Linked DNA regions of Mus musculus: all the other regions are linked to region 3. A link is a contact called in public HiChIP or PLAC-seq and promoter capture Hi-C data. All regions are on one chromosome and are shown on one strand. Each heading gives the region's core, a stretch centred on a gene start, on an enhancer-like site or on the middle of the called end of the contact. The rest is flanking DNA. Distances are from core to core; before and after follow the strand shown. Region 1 holds the start of Trpm4 (transient receptor potential cation channel, subfamily M, member 4). Region 2 holds the start of Lin7b (lin-7 homolog B (C. elegans)). Region 3 holds the start of Myh14 (myosin, heavy polypeptide 14). Region 4 holds the start of Klk1b9 (kallikrein 1-related peptidase b9).

The links. Promoter capture Hi-C pulls out the DNA fragments that hold promoters and counts their contacts. HiChIP or PLAC-seq counts read pairs in DNA pulled down with a chosen protein or histone mark.
Region 1: a contact with region 3 is called in an HNF4G HiChIP or PLAC-seq map of pancreatic cancer cells. The contact joins the promoter of Trpm4 here to the promoter of Myh14 in region 3.
Region 2: a promoter capture Hi-C map of liver shows a contact between it and region 3, with 2.1 times the contacts expected there. The contact joins the promoter of Lin7b here to the promoter of Myh14 in region 3. A contact is called at or near these places in 1 of 39 promoter capture datasets (liver) and 1 of 484 Hi-C or Micro-C datasets (embryonic stem cells).
Region 4: a promoter capture Hi-C map of pre-B cells shows a contact between it and region 3. The contact joins the promoter of Klk1b9 here to the promoter of Myh14 in region 3. A contact is called at or near these places in 5 of 39 promoter capture datasets (the C10 cell line, cranial neural crest, pre-B cells and 2 more).

Annotation. Positions count from the first base shown.
Region 1 is chr7:45,332,387-45,335,160 of GRCm38.p6, forward strand. It overlaps Trpm4 (transient receptor potential cation channel, subfamily M, member 4), which reads right to left and starts at 1,394. Exons shown (of 25, transcript NM_175130.4): 1 at 1,301-1,394; 2 at 996-1,066. The coding sequence starts at 1,324.
Region 2 is chr7:45,369,126-45,371,825 of GRCm38.p6, forward strand. Lin7b (lin-7 homolog B (C. elegans)) reads right to left here and starts at 1,439. Exons shown (of 6, transcript NM_011698.1): 1 at 1,397-1,439; 2 at 1,002-1,120; 3 at 790-861; 4 at 16-225. The coding sequence starts at 1,433.
Region 3 is chr7:44,669,450-44,672,149 of GRCm38.p6, forward strand. It overlaps Myh14 (myosin, heavy polypeptide 14), which reads right to left and starts at 1,394. Exons shown (of 42, transcript NM_001271540.1): 1 at 1,351-1,394. 2310016G11Rik (RIKEN cDNA 2310016G11 gene) reads left to right here. Exons shown (of 5, transcript NR_152106.1): 3 at 214-384; 4 at 985-1,150.
Region 4 is chr7:43,974,655-43,977,354 of GRCm38.p6, forward strand. Klk1b9 (kallikrein 1-related peptidase b9) reads left to right here and starts at 1,407. Exons shown (of 5, transcript NM_010116.1): 1 at 1,407-1,488. The coding sequence starts at 1,443.

The DNA.
Region 1 (2,774 bases), core at 144-2,643, 660 kb after region 3:
CCAGAGCCACCTTCAAAGCACCACACTGCACCATCTTTCCAATGACACCTGTAGCCCACCAGCTCCCATCTTGTCCCACTGACTTTAGTCACGCTGTCTGTGACCCTCTGCCAGACCCACCAGTAAACCAGTATCTCTGTTTATTTATACAACATTTTCCTGTCCCACACTGGTGGGACAACAGGCTCCTGATAAAGTCACACTAAGGAAATCAGGTGTCACTGCCCCAAGGCCAAAAGTCTACCCTGAGAACTGAGTTAAAGCTGGACCCCGCTAGGGAGACTAAGCATGCAGCCAAGAAGCCTATAGGGCTTGCTCCTGTCCCCTGCCACCTACAGCACAGCACAGCTTGCAGTGGCAATTGCCCTCTTCTTCTCATGGGAGTTGCAGATATTCCCGGATGTTTATTAGATGTTATTAGGTGATGGGCAGAGTTCCAGAAATGTCCCAGAGTGACCTTGTTTAGTTTGCACAGCGGCCCCAGAAGGGAGGAGCTGTTCTGTGCCCAGGTGACAAGCGCAGCCCTAGAAGGGAATTACTATCCCAAAGCTGCAGAGCTATGTAAGGCTGGCAGGGCTGTGTGGCTATGCTCGCTGAGCCGGGATGACACAGAAAGCCGAAGCAGAGACAAATGACACAAAGAGACAGAGACACAAAGACACAGAATGGATCCCCACCTAGAGGGGAATGAAGAATTCGGGGCGTGCCCTAAGCAGGGTGGCCCAAAACAAGGGCAGGGGGAGGGGTCTGTCTCAAGTGAAGGCGGGAAGGTCCTTAGTGGGCGGGGTCTGAGTGTGTTGAGCTGAGACTTCTGTGGTGGGTGGGGTGTGTCTGTGCACCAAGACCTCCTGCGGTAGGCAGTGAAGGTCAGTCTGTGGTGGGCACCCTTGTCTGCGTTGAGTGGGGCGAGTCCAGTCTATGGGGGCGGAGCCTGTCTGCAGTGGGGCAGGGCCCGCGAACCTACGCTGCCAGGTCAGCAGCCCCGAACTGCTCACCCCGCATCATCGGAGAGGTCCACTATGAACGTCGTGCACACCTTCTTCCTGAAGATCTTAGGGATCCAGCTCTGAGAACCGGAACAAGAAGGGCAGGGCAGGGAGTCGAGTCAGACCCACAGGATTCGAAGACAACCCCGCGCGCCCACGGGACACACTGGGAACTCCTCCCTCGGGCTCAGCCAGGAACCCACGCAGCTCGGTCTGGGAACTCCTGGTCCAGCCACTGCAGCATCTGACCCGGATCCCCGGAGCTGGCTCCGCCTCTGGACCCCACTCACTCCCAGCCCCACGCTGTGCGATACCTGCTCCTTCTCCGGCCCCACCATGCTGCTGCCGCAGCCCCTGAGGCTCCGTGTATTTCCTCCAGCCGCCGACCCGCCCGACCAAACCGGATCCGCAACTTCGCAGCCCAGCCCGGGGCGGGGAGTCCCGGGACACGTCACGGGAGGCGGGGAGAGGGCGGCTGCGGAGGAGGGACAAACTCTGCTGCCAAACCAGTGATGGGGTCGGTTTGGGGGACAAGAAAGACCGAGAGTTGGAAGGCAGAGCAAGCGGAGGAACGAAGGAAGCAGAGTGGGGCACACGATAGATGTCAGCCATGGGACAAACATAGATTCGGAGAGACAGAGACTGAGAGAAAGACCCAGAGAGAGAGAGACAGAAACTAAGAGAGGGACCCAGAGAAAGAAAAGGGGGCAGAGACCCAGAGAGAGAGAGAGAGAGAGAGAGAGAGAGAGAGAGAGAGAGAGAGAGAGAGAGAATATGAAGACAGCAATACAGAAAAAGAATGAGATATCCAGAGATAGTTAGAGACAGATAGAAATACAAAGTGATAGAGCAACAGAGTCCCAGATTCAGAGAGGAGAGACAGAGAGAACAGAGACACAGAGAGAACTAGAGAGAGAGACACACACACAGAGACAGAGATACAGGGAGAAAGAGAGAGACAGAGAGAGAGAAAACACACACACACAGAGGAGAGACAGAGACAAACACAGACACACACACAGAGACAGACAGACACACAGAGAGACAGGCACACACACACAGAGACAGACAGACACACACAGAGAAACAGACAGACAGACACACACACACAGAAAGAGAGAGAGAGAAGAATCAAAGAGAAGGATCAGGGAAGACACAGTAGGAGAGGAGAGGTTAGAATCCTGAGAAGAAACACGGAAGCTCAGAACAGTGACTATAATGGGGGGGGGGGGGTTGACTCATAAAGGACAAAAACTCAAAGACGGTGGATATACTGACAAGTGTGGGGTGGGTGACACTGACCAGCAGAGAAGGCAGTGACACCTGTTTGCAGCCAAGTCCCTTTGGTGGGGACAGCTGAGGCCTAGTAACCTGAGCCCCCAGCACCTCCCCCCTGTTGTATTTATAGCACTGGTCTGGTCCCCTGTCCCCAGATCTGAGTTCCAGTGAGAGGAGGTCATGGGGTGTTGGGCACAGTATTCCTTCACTGTCTTCCACAGCTTCTGCAGGACACCACTGTCACACCGAATGTCCCATTCTGCCTGCACGCTTCCCAGTGTTTACCTTGCAGGGGGCCCTCTGCTCCTGCATCCTCCTCTCCCAGAGCCCCAGGCTTTCCCAGCAAGACACTCTAAACGTTCAGCCTTTGTGCTAAAAATGCCAAACTTGAGCTTGTCACGTCCCTGCCTCCCCCCCCCCGCCCCCGCCATGAAGACCCCTCCACCACCCAGTCCTGAGCCAGAGGAACAGGAGGGGAGGGGCAGGCAGGGAGTGACCAGAATAACTTAG
Region 2 (2,700 bases), core at 189-2,688, 700 kb after region 3:
ACCAACCCCACTCACCACACCATTCACAGACAGCAGCTGGTCTCCCCTCTTGAGGCCACCATGGCGATCAGCCACGCCCCCAGGGATGACTCGAGAGATATAGATGGGTGAGTTCTGCTCCTTGCCACCCATGATGTTGAAGCCCAAACCCTCATCAGTCTTCGGTAGTTCCACGACCCTGGGATGTGCGTGGCCCTCACTGGCCGTGAAAGCAGCCACTGTGGCCTGGAAGAGAGAAGACGCCTCAATGAGAGAGACCCTCTTTGAGACATGGGCACTCCAGCCAGCGTAGCCGCAAAGATCAAGTAGGGGAACCCTGACACAGCTCAACAGGAGGCTACCCTATACTGACTCCGACCTGTGAGAACCCTTGCTTTCTTCCGAAAGTCAGGGAGAAGGGCATCCTTAGTACTTAACACCTGCCAATCTTGTTCTCAGACAAATGGAAACAAGTGCCCCCCCCACCTCGGGGGTGGGGTGGGGTGATAGGGATCAGGTGTAAATCTTGAGTCTGCAGGCAGTAATAAGTAATAAGCACTGCAGTTTGGAAAGGTGTCCCTGTTCACAACATCCAACAGGATTGCCTTTTAGGGTCATCTTACCGACAGGAAAGTGAGGCCAGTTTCCAAGCCTGTTGCTAGAGAGAATCTCATGTGCATTCAAGTTAAAAATGTGCAGTTATTTAAAGGGCATTATAAATAAATCTTCATAGGGTGGCACAGAGATGCGCTGATGTGAAGGAGGGCACTGCTTTCGTGGTCACCCAGAGCTACCGGAGCAGGAGCTTACCTTAGCTGTGGCATGAGCCCGCACCTCGGCGCTGCCAGTGATGTCCAGCGTGTCATAGAGCTGTTCATACACCTGGGAAGTCGGGGACACGGCAACGTCAGAGAGCTGCCAGTCCACAGCCCTGGACACCGGTGTCCTCGTCCGCTCGCCCGTCGCCGACCCCGCCGCAGAGTGCAAGGAAACTACAACTTATACAGAACCAAGATGCTCACCTCGCGGATGGCGGAGCAGAAGCGACTCTGCAGGACCCGCTGCAGGGCCTGCAGCTTCTGCGGGGGCAGCTCTCCGCTGCGCTGCAGCCGCTCCAGCAGCTCCACAGCCCGGGACACGTCTGCAGAAAGCGGCAGGGACCGCGAGAGCATACGCCGGCAGCAAGAAGGGCAATCGAGGTCAGACTGGAAGCGATCCACGTGCCTCGCGGGTCGCGGGGACCCCAACCCTGGGCGAGGTGTTGGTGGGGCGCTCCGCCCCAGACCCTCCCACGCCCTCAGACTGCAGGCCGCGCCCCGCCCACCCTAACTAGGTCCGCCCCCCAACCCCCGCATCTGCAAAGCCTGTCGCAACCCAACGGAGCCCAGAGCCCGGACTGGACCCTCGGAGCGCTTACCCCGCTCCAGCCCCAGCGGCTCCACCAGTGCAGCCATATCGCCTCTAATGCAAGCCACCCGCCCAGGCGCCAGCGAGGAGGTGCAATGCGAGGCCCCGCCCACCAGGTGCTGGCAAGGAGGTGGTGCATGAGGCCCTGCCCACACGGCAACCAACAGTTTCAGAGGGCCTGCCCTCACACTGACAGGAGGCGGTGCTGCGCAGGGTCCCGCCCACTCCGGAACTCTAGAGACCTTCCCCCTCTGGGTGTCTCGCTCCTACATCACTATCTGCTGCCCATCATAGGTCTATCCTAGCCGCGATCTTGTTACTCCGTTGGTGTGTCTGCCTTGCTCTTTACAGTATGTCTGTGCTTTTCTGGTAACTTCCCCTCATTTCTACAGAGGGGCGTGGGTTCTCAGGACTCCAGGGGCCTATAGAAGAGGATCGCTGTGACTTGGAAGACAGAAACACCTAACAAGAGCCTATTTCAAGAAAGCAGAAAAATAAAAGCTGAAGGGGTAACTCAGTCGAAGAGTGCTAACCTTGCAGGCTGAGATTCTAGGTCCTGCACCCTGCAGAGCATAAATCATACCTGTAATCCCAGCATTCAGAAGTGGAGGCAGGGTGATCGGAACAGTGCCCAAGGTCACCCTCAGTTACACTGAAGTCTTGTGGCTAGCCAAGTCTACGTAAGACTGACAAAACATACACACAGAGCCCGGTGGTCCACGTCTTTAATCTCAGCACTTCCAAGGTCAGTGATTTCCATAGTGAGACCCTGTCTAGACTAACCTAGACTCACACACTGAAAGAGAGGGGGGGGAGGGGAGGGGAGGGGAGAGAGGAGGAGAGGAGAGAGAAACTTGAATAAGACCTTTATAGTTTAGAGATGCTTGGAAGATAAAGTCAACAAGTTGTATGACCTGGGTCACCCCAGCAGCCACCCAGAGAGTAGCCAAGAGGCTAGGCAGTGGTGACGGCAAAACAGTGGTCTTGTGTTATAATTTGCATTTGGATCTGTGTCTCCATATAAACCCCTGAGAGTGTACAAGATGGTCAAATACCTATCTGAAGATCTCCAGGGAGACTGGATTTCAGAAGGGGCAGAAGGGCAGATAAGGCCCTGGAGACTGGTCCACTAACGTGGAGTGCTGCCTGTTTGGGTGAGAGGTGGAGTGGGGAGCACTGAGGTGGACAGGTTCTCATGGTGACTGTGTGGACTGCTTGCAGATATTCTCGATGTGGGGAGCCTGTAGTTAGGCTGGTGATGTGGCTCAGCAGAGCACTTGCCTAGCAAATCGAAAGCCTTGGGTTCCACCTGCA
Region 3 (2,700 bases), core at 144-2,643:
TGGGCGGCTGTGGGCAAAGGTGAAGGGCTGGCACAGAGCCGGACTAAGTATGCTAGGGTTCGAATCTCCCTCCAGCCTTCTGAACCTTCACTTTCTTCGCTAGGAATTGAGGCTCATGAGATCAACAAAAATTATTTGAGGAAAAGGACCCAGGTCTCTGTTCTGTTTTATCGTGGTTTTTTTTTTTTTTTTCTTTCTTTCTTTCTTTCTTAGAATCTCAGTTTCCTGAACCCTGGAAGTGGGATGCCCCAATCCTCAGATATGATGTCAAAATGCTATGCCAGCCTCAGGCTTGGGTCTTCTCCTCAATCGAGAAGGTGATCGAGGAGGAGACATCGGGTGATCATGCCTACGATAAACTTGTGGCTTAAGAGGTGTTAAGAGGTATGGCTTACAGAACAATTTATTTTTGTTTTTTGTTTTTCAGATACAGGGTCTTAAGTAGCCCAGGCTCGCCTGGAACTCATCATGTAGCTGAGGCTGGTCTTGAACTCCTGATTACTATTATGATGTTTAAAAAAAAAAAAAAGCCACAGGGCCAGGCACACCAGGTCCCTGTGTTCCCCACCTCGGTCCAGTCTATATCTTCACTCTCTGTGAGATGGAAACCACACAAACCTACCTCAAATCCATTCTCCTACACTGGAGGGGAGTTTAGTTATACATTAAAGTGCCCATGTCCATTGTGAGGCTTGGTGGCACACTCTTGTCATCGCGGCCCTTGAGAGGCTCAGGCAGGAAGGTTGGGGGTTGAGGTCAACTCGGTCTACACAGTGAGTTCAGAAGCTATCTCCAAAAAAAACAAAAAACACAAAAAAAACAAACAAAAAAAACTCACAAAAAAACAAAAAACCAAAACAAAACAAAAAACCAAAACAACTAACTAAACCAAGTCAAATCAAAACAAACTGGGACACCCAGCCAAACACATCCTTCTCTGTTCCTGTCCCTGCCTGTCGCGACCCCTCTCTCTCTGGTCCACAGCTTTTTCCTCCTCTGACATCTGACACGGTAGTCCTGAGAGCTGGGGAATGGAGACCATGACTCAGGTGTTCTATCATGCAACGTTCCAAGCACTGCCTCAGTTTCCCCTTCTGCAGAACAGACCGTGTGACGCTGTCAGAGATGACCCCAGGCTGTCTGGCACAAGGTGGGAATCCGGGCTGGGTGACTACAACCTTCCCCTTACCTCTCCCTGACCCTGGGGTCGCTTGCACCCAGGGTGAATGTCTTGACCCACCCCTCTCCAAGACCCCCCGCTGTACCCCACCGGCTCCGGCCTCCCCAGGTCTGACAGGCTCTGGCCAACCCTTGGGGCGCACCACGGGGGGGAGGTCCCCGGACACTCACCGGCGCCCAGGGCGGTCCAGAGGCCTCGGCCTGGACAGAAAAGGAGGCGGGGCCTGCAGTGGACGGCCCCACCCACAGGTAGGCATTACAGACCAATCAGCACTTGCTGCGGCCCGCTCAGACCTCGCCCCTGGGGCTCAGTGCTGCCCAATCAAAAAGAGCGGCTGGCGCGCCAGGCCAATCAGAAGTTGGCAAAGCGTGCCAGGCGTGGGAAAAGAACCTGGCCGAGAATGTGCGGCAGTAGGCGGGACCCGGGCCTGATGGCCAGCAGGAAGCACCAATAGAGATGCTTGGGGAGCGGCCAGCAGCTGCTGGTTCAAGGGGACAGGGTGAATGGGCTGCTTTGTAAACAGGCATGAATGGATGCCTTTGTGCGCACCCGTAGGGGGCGGCGGGAGGCCGGAATGCCTGGGTCCCCCGGGAGCCGGCGTGAGGACACACACCAAGAAACTGCTTTTGTAGAGTGCAGACCGTGAGCAGACCCAAAGCAGGTGGATGGGTCAGAATCATTTATTGAGCTCAAAGATGTGTGAAGCGTTTCCACTACGTAATTTCACTAAAGCCTTGAACTTGGTGCGATTGAGACCTTATATGGAGACTCAGTAGAGGGTTAGCCTAGCATGCACGAAGCCCTGGGTTCCACCCAGTCACCTTGCAAAGCAGGAGTGATGGCACCAGAGAATCATTCCAGCCCTGGAGAACTGGAGGTTGGAGGATCAGGAGTTCAAGGTCATCCTACAGCTATGTAAAGATTTCTAGGCCAGCCTAGATTATAGGAGACCCTGTCTCAGAAAACAAAGCAAAAACCCCAACCTCATCTGGAGGACCACACCTACCATCCTAGCTAGCATTGCCGGGCTGAGGCAGGAGGACTGCAATGAGTTGAGGTCATGGGTTTAAACAAAGTGATTGAGAAACTTAGTGTGACCCTGTCTCAAAGTACAAAAAGAGGGCTTAAGATGTGGCTCAGTTATAGGGCACTTGAGCTATAAAGCACTAAGTTTACATCACCTTACTGCAAAAATAAATAAATCAGCAAACAAACGATAAGTAAATACCAAAGTCCCCAAAGCCCTCACCACATAGATACACTCCACCTTGTCTTCCAACTGCTTAGCTCGTGTTGTTTCATAGTCCCTTAAGCACTTGGGTCTGCCTCAGCTTTGAACAGTCTCCTAAACTTGCTGTTTCCTTGTGTATGTGTGTGAGTGTATGGCTCTCTGTGTGTGTGTGTGTGTGTGTGTGTGTATGGCTTTTTTACCTGCATATATGTATGTGTACTGTGTGCATACAGTGCGGTCGGAGGCCAGAAGAGGATGTCAAATTTCCTGCAACTGGAGTTACAGATGA
Region 4 (2,700 bases), core at 157-2,656, 690 kb before region 3:
CAAGGACTCAGGGGAGATCTAGGTGGCCAACTGATCACCAACTCCTCACTTACCCTGGATTAGGGCTAGCCTGGCCTTCTTGGAGCTTACAGGGCACACATGCACACACCCAGGTCAAATGTGCTAACAGCCATGAGAGCTGAAATAATCTAGATGCTCAATGAGAGGGGATGGGTCTGAAACCTGCAACAGTAAGTAGGTGTCAAAGGCTGGGTATTTCCCCTTCTCTGTACCAGAATCCATGCTGACTTCTTGATGTTTTAACATTTGAGACAAAGTCTCCCTGTGTTGTTTCACTGGCCTGAATACACTATGTGCACAGTCTAACCTGGACCTCACCAAGATCCTCCAGCCCCTGACTGCTAAGTTCTGGGATCAAAGGTGTGCACCAAAATATGCAGCTGCCAAATTGAACCCTTAATGAGGCTCCTGGAGGGAAGTGACATTTTCTGGTTGCTGTTTATTGAGAAAGGGTCTCCCATGAGCCCATGATTGGCTAAACTCAATATGTAACTTAGGATATAGGAAATGAGGAAGGGAAAAGTTATAGGGACCCACATCATTGTTCAGGGTGGTATACTCTACACTGGAATAACATGAATTTTCATACTTTTGAATAAAACATTGATCATGCCATGATAATGTGCACCATAACTTCTATTTATTTTATTTTATTTTATTTTATTTTATTTTATGTGGGTTGTTTTGAGACAGCTCTATTACGTGGCTGTCTTGAAAGTCACTATGTAGACTAGGTTGGTCTACATCAAAGAATACTAGAGCCTAAAATCACACAGATCTACTTGGCTTTGGCTTCAAATTGCTGGTATTGAGGATGTGAACCACTAGACCCAGCTCCCAAACTTCTCATAGGAACAATAAAATCAGTGATCCAGAATTCTATGGGAAAAAGGCAAGCATTTTGGCATTCTCAAAAAAAGAATTTGTATCTGCAAGGAGCTTTCAGCCCTCTAGGCTATCACTTGTTCAAATAATCTGTTCTAACTGCTACTTTCTGGAATAATCTTGGACTTGAGGTACAGGAACTTTCTTAGAGCTGTGGGTTGGGCATCACTTGCTCCTCCATCCTCCTTTAACACCAACTGACCATTGCCCCTGACCTTGCCATCTGGCTACGGCTCCAGGAACTCAAACAGCACCAGGAATAGCAGGACCTGCCCCACCAAATCTCATCCCTGGGAAGGTATCCAAGGTGACCTAGGGCCTACTGTACAGTGGGTGCAACAGGGCCCTCCCCTCCCACAGCAGGGAGGGTGAGTGCAGGAAATCCACCTCTGTCAGCAATGGCAGGGTTTTAGTCAGCATCTGGCTGCCACAGGGCAGGGGTGGGGCTGTGGGGGAGAATGAGGGTTTTTAAAGTCTCCCTGAGGAGCCTCCACAGCTCCAAGCTCACTGCCTGCTGCTCCTGGACACCTGTTACCATGAGGTTCCTGATCCTGTTCCTAGCCCTGTCCCTAGGAGGGATTGGTGAGATGAGGGAAAGGGAGGGGTCACAGCCCTGACTCTCCTGCTGCCTTTGGCCCTGATCATTCCTTTCACCTCTCCCCTCACCCCAGCTACATCATGAGCACCACCTGCTCCTCCTTCTCTGCCCTGTACACTGCCAAGTCCCTCACAGTCCTTGCTCCCAGGACAGGCCCCTGTTCCCTCCCACTTTCCAGAACTTTCTCCTCTTTCTTAGACACCTCACCACCTCTAGGCTTCTCCAGTCTTTCTAATGAACCCAACCTCTTACCAACCTTAGTGCTTGGGATGTCTCTTGAGTTCATTTTTTTTCTAGAGCCTCATAGCTCAACCCCTGAGTCAGACAGAGGTTTGCCTAAATCCCCCACTAGAGCCTTAGGCTGTCCAGCAGCTGCCAGCGTTCAGCTGTGTTCTCCACATCCTGACAACTGGTCCCACTCCTCTTAGGTTGCCCAGTTTCTACGAAAACTTTCACTTCTCAAATTGGCCTGTGACAAAAGATTGGTTACTCCTCTTTGTGCGGTGAGGAAAATGTGCATGTACCTATCCAATGGCTTTTTGGTGTACTCTGGTTTTTGGAGAAGGGGTCAGGTGGGACACGCTAGACAAGGACAACATGTATCTTCATCACTCACTCACCACCTCAGGATGGGACTCACACTGAATGGAGAGTTCCACTTAGGCTATGATGACTATGCAGCAAGCCTCAGGGAAATCCTCCTATTTCTGCCTCCCCAGCTCTGGGGTTACAGGCACACAGCATCACACCTGACATTTTCCCTGTGTTCTGGAGAGTCCAGGTCAGATCCTAACGCTTACATGGCCAATCCTGTAGCAACCAAGCCATCTTCAGCCCAGCTCTTGGGAATAAGTTCTGTGTTAGTGTCTCATGATGTAGCCCAGGATTGTCTTCAGTCCATGGCAATCCCTGTGCCTCAGCCTGCTGTGTCCTGAGGTTACAGAGAAGTGTGTCTATCTATGCCATGGCTTGCCAAGATTTCCTCTTGTTCCAAATGCTGTGCCGTGGCCTGCTCTTCCCTCTCATGGTTCACTCCTCACGCCACAGGCTCCTGTCCTGTCTCCCTAGAGCCCCACAGCACAGTTTTAATTCCCACTCTTTGCAGGACACCAGAAAGACCCCTATGCCTAACCCTACTACCTCACATCAAAGTGTCTTCCTCTCTGCCTCACAGTGGCCTGACTTGCTGTAACCAT